Regions from separate parts of the Danio rerio genome. Here region 2 is linked to region 1. Evidence: chromatin contacts called from public HiCAR-type data. All regions are on one chromosome and are shown on one strand. Each heading gives the region's core, a stretch centred on a gene start, on an enhancer-like site or on the middle of the called end of the contact. The rest is flanking DNA. Distances are from core to core; before and after follow the strand shown. Region 1 holds the start of haus1 (HAUS augmin-like complex, subunit 1). Region 2 holds the start of zgc:122979.

Region 1 (3,579 bases), core at 308-2,807:
TGTAAAACATATGCTGGATAAGTGGGTGGTTCATTCCGCTGTGACGACCCCTGATGAATAAAGGGACTAAGCCTAAAGAATAGTTTTAATAACTAATCTCTAATAACTAATGTCTTTTTCATGATGACAGAACATAATATTTTACTAGGTATTTTGTAAGATACTAGTAATCACCTTAAAGTGCAATTTATTTTCCAAAATATATATTTATTGGGTTTTGTTTGAACTAAAGAACATAACACATAAAAATAAATAAATAATAATAAAATAAATAAAAACTTATTATGAAGTATTGAAACAATAAAGTGCAAGTTAGAGGCTTAACTAGGTTATTATGTTAAAATTAACAATATTGACCTTAAAATTGTTTTTTTGACCTTAAAAAAAACTTTTACTCCAGCCAAACTAAAAGAAATAAGAGCAATCCCATGCAAATGTCAACCTTGCCATTAACAAATTAGGTTTTCACCGAAATATAGAAACTATTTCTACATGTATTGTGTAGGCTTGTATTTTACAGTGCTTTAAAATACTCAAAAATGTCTCTGTCAGAGTTTTTAAACTATTATATGTAATTTAACAAGGTCACACAAGTGCCAATTTCATATCTGTCCCATCAATAACGGAAATCTGTCACATCCATAACCAAGCTTTTCCCTAATAAATGCAAAATTGTGAAATAAAATGAAATCAATCATTTTTGTTCTATAGAGAGCAAACTCTCATCATTTTGATTAGCATGGTTTGTTTTGACTTGTGCAGCTTAGTTCACAAAATTTCTACAAAGTATGTTTGTTACTGTAAACTCTTATACTGTTTTAGTCACATCCGTAACATGTTTATTTTCCTCATTTAAAATATATGAACTGTCTACAGATTGATAGTTTTTCTGATCTCATAACTCTGTGGTTTGAATTTTTAGAAAATATAAGCAGATGTTTCAATACAAAGTAAACTTATACTTTCTATGTGGATTTATGTTTTGAGTTTTTACTGCAAATGCCACATCCATAACGCTGGAACTGCTCATAAGACTTTCCTCTGAGAAAAAAATAATATATGAAATACTGTGCAAATGTCTTTCCTTTGTCTGTGAAGCATAATTTGGCATACTTTTGACGACAACTATATGTAACAACATTTAACAGGGCACCAAGTATTCATTTAGCGTGCTAAGTTCATGTACTCCAATACAAATAATTTCATATCCAAAATACATGCTAATGTTTTGTTTACATTAGTTATAAAAGGATGTGATCATTAAGACGTACAAAATCAAACGCACATATATTGAATTAGTTTATACGTCCAGTCTAATACAAATACCAAATACACTTTGTCCATATAAACATTACATTGAACAGCGGGACGAATGTACACGTTTGAGCATTCTTTGTGTGCATTTTAAATAGATTACATTAGTTTATATTATTCACAAAGATATCAACTCACGATTTTGCTTTTCTCGCACATGTTTCCTGTAAACGTGTGTTGCATGTACGCAAATTTACACCATAAAAACTTCCGAAGGCAACAACTGAAGATCCCGCCAGTAAATTTGTTCTTCTTGTTCCGGGTTCTCAAAGCGCATTCCTCATTGGCTGGCCGAATGAAAACCGACCAATCAGCGAACAAAGTTTACTCTACGTAGTCACTTGTTTAAAACAAATAACAAATAAGGTAAGCTTTATTCGCTATATTAAAAAATCAGTAGTTATGAATAGCTTTGAGAATGGGGGTCTTTATATGCTAAATTTTTGTACATTTAATAATACTGTCAAAATTAAATGGGGCAAAAATGTTCTCAAAAATCCATCCTCAGTCTGGAATTTCATTCCAAATTACATATTTTCTAAATTTAAAGGGCTTAATTTCGAGTAATTGTTATTATTCTGTAACTATAATGTTGAGAAAATACCAGCTAAATTATCTCAATTTCATAAGCAATTTCTTCTTGGCTGGTCACTGTTATACAAGCACAACTTCTCTCCTCACAAATATTTTATTTGGAATAACCAAAATATTGTAAACAAAATCAAATCTCTTTTCTTTTAACGCTAGTTTAAAGCAAATATTCTGCTTGTTAGTCAATTATTTTACTCAAATGGCCATTTATTAAATTATAACGAATTTCTTAATCGATTCAATATTCGCAACCCAGTACTATGAAACACTCGGAGAAAACACGTGAACATGGGGAGAACATCCAAACTCCACACAGAAATGCCAACTGACCCAGCCGAGGCTCGAACCAGCGACCTTCTTGCTATGAGGCGACAGCACTACCTACTGCGCCACCGCATCGCCCACCCATACACACTCATTTACAAAAATATTCTGGATAAGTTGGCGGTTCATTCCGCTGTGGCGACCCTGGAATAATAAAGGGAATATGACGAAAAGAAAATGAATGACTAAATAACATGCCCATTTTTAATTCTATTTCTCTAAAACAAAAAATATAAATTCTGCAAAGAAGCAATTAGTCACATAAACTAGGAACTAAGCCGAAAAGAAAATTAACGAATGAAACTTGCACCTTATAATCACTATAATGTCAGTAAATGCAATATTAAGTACAGTATGTCATATTGCTTCGTTAACAGAAACTTACAGCATCATGCCTTAAAAACAGAATAACGTTTTAAATGTACGGCACTCTGAGTATAACACAATCCCTCCTTTAAATAAATTGAAAAATGTACATTCAGGACACAAAGCCTTTCACACTAAATAAAGTGGACCTATTTTTTATTTAGCTAATCCCCTGGGATAAAATCGCCTGTTACTCTTTTGTTTGTAAGTTCTTTGATTTACAAATAGTAGTCATGTCTTACTACTGTGGTGGAAATTAATTTTATTTATCTTATATTCATTTTATAAACTCATTTGTTCTAGTTATAAAGGTCTGCTCTTTTATTTTTACATGGATGTACTGTTTAAGCTAGACCACTTTAACATCTGTCTATCACCAGACAAGATCTGGATAAGTACATGGTGATTCAATAGTATCTGGATGCAGCCTTTATGATGCAAGCTGAGACTGCATCACTCAGCGATGCAATGTCAGACACAATGCACTCAATGGAGCTATAGTGACGTCACTGTGACGGGTAGGGTTAGGGGTGGGGTTAGGTGAGCCCATTAAAAAGCATTGGATGCAGCTCAGATTGCACTGCACCAGGTCTGCATCCAGATCCCTCTCTGGTGATTTACCAAACTACATGTTCGGATGGGATGTAAGGCTGAAATGTAGATGATCAAATATGAAGTTGAGCGCTGATGTAACTGTGATTCATCCTGTACGTCACTGATGACCTTGTGGGTATTACAAACTAAGAGAGAAGGCACTCTGTTTCTGCGTCTCACTCTCTGAAAAAACTGTTGTTGATGTATGATCGTGTCACCTTCGTGTGATCTTCTTTGGAAAGAATAAAACTTTAAAAGACACTTTGGGTACGTATTTGTCTTCTTGACCACTGAGAAAGCCTCCTTAAAGAAAATTGTCACATTACTTTTCCCTCTTTCATTTTATGATTGCACTTCTTTTCTGTTGATGTCCTTGTATTTTCATGGGGT
Region 2 (3,579 bases), core at 609-3,108, 92 kb after region 1:
ACTCATAGACATTGCACAGGTAAGCAGAAAATGTATGACCGAATTTGGATGGATATAAATGAATATATTGTGGAATACAACACAATTTAGACATTAATCTGAGCAAAATATAGCCTAATATACATATAACTTGAAAAGAGAATAATATAGAAACAATTAAACACTGATTGAAAGAAAAAAAATGTTATATGAATGTCCAATTTGCTATTATTTAACCAATAATAATATAAATCAAGCGATTTAGATAGTGGTTTAACATGCTAAAAGCATAAATCCAAAATATTATATTGCATTTTACTCATAGACATTGCACAGGTAAGCTGAAAATATAGAGGTGGCAGAATTTAGATAGAAATAAATTAATATATTGTGGAATTCAACAGAATTTAGACATTAATCTGTGCACGATATAGCCTAATATACATATATAACTTTAAAAGAGAAGAATATAGAAACAATCAAACTCTGATTGAAAGACAAAAAGTTATATAAATGACCAACTTACTATCATTTGACCAATAATAATATAACTCAAGCAATTTAGATAGTGGTTTTCCACACTAAAAGAACAAATCCAAAATAATATATTGCATTTTACTCATAGACATTGCAGGTAAGCAGAAAATGTAGAGATCACAGACTTTAGATAGAAATAAATGAATATATTGTGGAACTTAACACAATTTAGACATTAATCTGTGCAAGATATAGCCTAATATATATATATATATATATATATATATATATATATATATATATATATATATATATATATATATATATATATATATATACATACATATATACATATATATATACATATGCATATACACATATGCATATACATATATATATATATATACATACATATATATATATATACACATACATATATATATATATACATACATATAAATATATATATACATATATATATATACACATACATATATATATATATATATATATATATATATATATACATACATATATATATATATATATACATACATATATATATATATATATATATATATATATATATATATATACATATATATATATATATATAACTTTAAAAAAGAAAAAAAGAAGAATATAGAAACTATTAAACTCTGATTGAAAGAAAAAAAATGTTATATAAATGACCAACCTACCATCATTTGACCAATAATAATATAACTCAAGCGAATTAGATATAACTTTAAAAGATAAGAATATAGAGACAATAAAACTCTATATATTATACAGATATATAAACTATATAGGTTATATAAATGGCCAATTTACTATCATTTAACTAATAATAATATAAATAAAGCAATTTAGATAGTGGTTTCACATGCGAAAAGCATAAATCCAAGATAATATATTGCATTTCACTCATATATATTATATGTTCTGCTTACCTGTGCAGAGATGGCCGAATTTAGTTAATAATTGGGTGTGCACGACTCTGTTAAAACGGCTTTATTTACTATCATATGTATGTGCGTGCTTTTTTTCCTGTGTTCGTTTACTACCATTTGCCATCATCATTCACAACTTTCAATCCAAAAAAGCCAAGAGACGAGCCAAGAGAACAAGCTGTAACAGAAGACCAATTTAGGATAGGAGGATGGATGAAGAGGAAGGGAGGGAGGGATGAGACTCATTGTGAATTCCGGAAACGCTCCTCCACATGGAGAGGTAGGCTGCCACATCCGCGTGATGCTCATCTCAGCCCGCAACGGCGGCGAGCGTGGATTGGCGGGCACGCGGTATTCCCTCTACGTGTCCGCGAAAAGTGGGAGTGGCCGGGGAAGCTCGGTCACGCAGCGTGGGCGCTGTGTGTAGAGCGCGGGTATAAAAGCTCGAGCAGAGCGGCGGGAGATGCAGCAGACAGCAGCTCAAGCATCACCGGCTCTCTCTTATACACACATATACCGGCAACAGAAGCAGCATCAGCACCATGGTTCTCATCTGGACTCAGTTCGGCGTCAAACACAAGAACGTCAAGTGCAAAGTGCGAGTGATCCACGGAGAGGAGGGATCATGGAGCTCAGAGGTGAGATGCTGCACATGACATTGAAATCACATGCTACATTTTATTGATGCATGTATATTCCCTGCTACATTATTTAGTGTGGAATATAATATTTGTGCATGAAATATATAGAGGTATATGCAATGCATATATTTATGCACACATATATGCACAAATATCTTTACTTATGAAGCATTCAGATGCATTAAATTGGACATTTTTCTCAACCTCAAATGTTTATGTTCAATTACTTGATTTTAAATGGAATTAAAAGAGGGTATTCTTTGCCATAAAGTGAATTTACTGAACCTACACACTGGAGCCTGACAAAATATGCTCATTTTAGAAGAAAATTTAAGATGCATCTAAACTCTTCATGTGTACATTGTAAATGTTTATGTGTCTTTGTGTATATATATATATATATATATATATATATATATATATATATATATATATATATATATATATATATATATATATATATATATATATGTATGTATGTATGTATATATATGTATAAATATATATATATATATATATATATATATATATATATATATATATATATATATATATATATATATATATATATATATATATATATATGTATGTATGTATGTATGTATGTATGTATATATATGTATAAATATATATATATATATATATATATATATATATATATATATATATATATATATATATATATATATATATATATATATATAGTCTACAATGCAAATATTGTGAGTATATTATATAATGAAGAATATAGAGGGAAACTTTTACGTATATACATAAATTGATTTATATATTGGAGAATATAAGGGATATTATCTTTATACCCCTATACTGTACTCTCCACTTTATAAAAACACTCAGTTCATATATAGTGGGGAATTTGTAGACTTTTTTATCAAACTTCATCTATATAAAATACATCCAAATAATTTCTAATGTATATTATATATTACACAATGCCATATTATAAGATATACGCTTTCAACTTTTGTGAAGTAGAGAATATTTGATACGATATGGTTAAAGAATTAATATTTTAAACGTTTTGTATAGTGATTTTACAGCAATCATAAAGTAATTATTAAAAAATCTGCCCATGAATAAAGAGTAGGATTCAAAATTGATGTCTAAATGAAAAATTTGGTCATTGAGATCCTCACCAACTCTTACTATTATGGGAAACCCCCTTTATTTTCTATGCTACTCGCATCCTTGCCAGTTAAAACAAACTTTATTATTTTTTGGAGGGGGATCACCCTGTGTAGGTGAACTATAAATGAGCACACACTAAACTCCATCTGCCTGTCTCTGTGTACACAGGAGGTGCGTGAGGAACCTGAGGTGTCTAGCCCTCCACCCTCACCAGAGTGTGTGGATTACTACTCTGTGCTCGGCGTCTCAAACGACTCCAACGAGGAGGAGATCAGAAAGGCGTACAAGCGTCTGGCGCTCCGTTACCACCCAGACAAGAACTCAGACGCAGACGCCGAGGACAAATTCAAACAGATCGCTCAAGCCTACGACGTCCTGAC

What was found. HiCAR-type assays count read pairs that join an accessible place to other places.
Region 2: a contact with region 1 is called in a HiCAR-type map of caudal fin, with 3 times the contacts expected there. The contact joins the promoter of zgc:122979 here to the promoter of haus1 in region 1. A contact is called at or near these places in 2 of 4 datasets of contacts at active chromatin or transcription factors (caudal fin and embryo).

The regions. Positions count from the first base shown.
Region 1 is chr21:5,948,437-5,952,015 of GRCz12tu, forward strand. haus1 (HAUS augmin-like complex, subunit 1) reads right to left here and starts at 1,558. Exons shown (of 9, transcript NM_001256249.1): 1 at 1,453-1,558. The coding sequence starts at 1,497.
Region 2 is chr21:6,039,639-6,043,217 of GRCz12tu, forward strand. It overlaps zgc:122979, which reads left to right and starts at 1,859. Exons shown (of 4, transcript NM_001037574.2): 1 at 1,859-2,047; 2 at 3,368-3,579. The coding sequence starts at 1,952. All of the region lies in intron 2 of LOC141379962 (a long non-coding RNA gene), which reads right to left.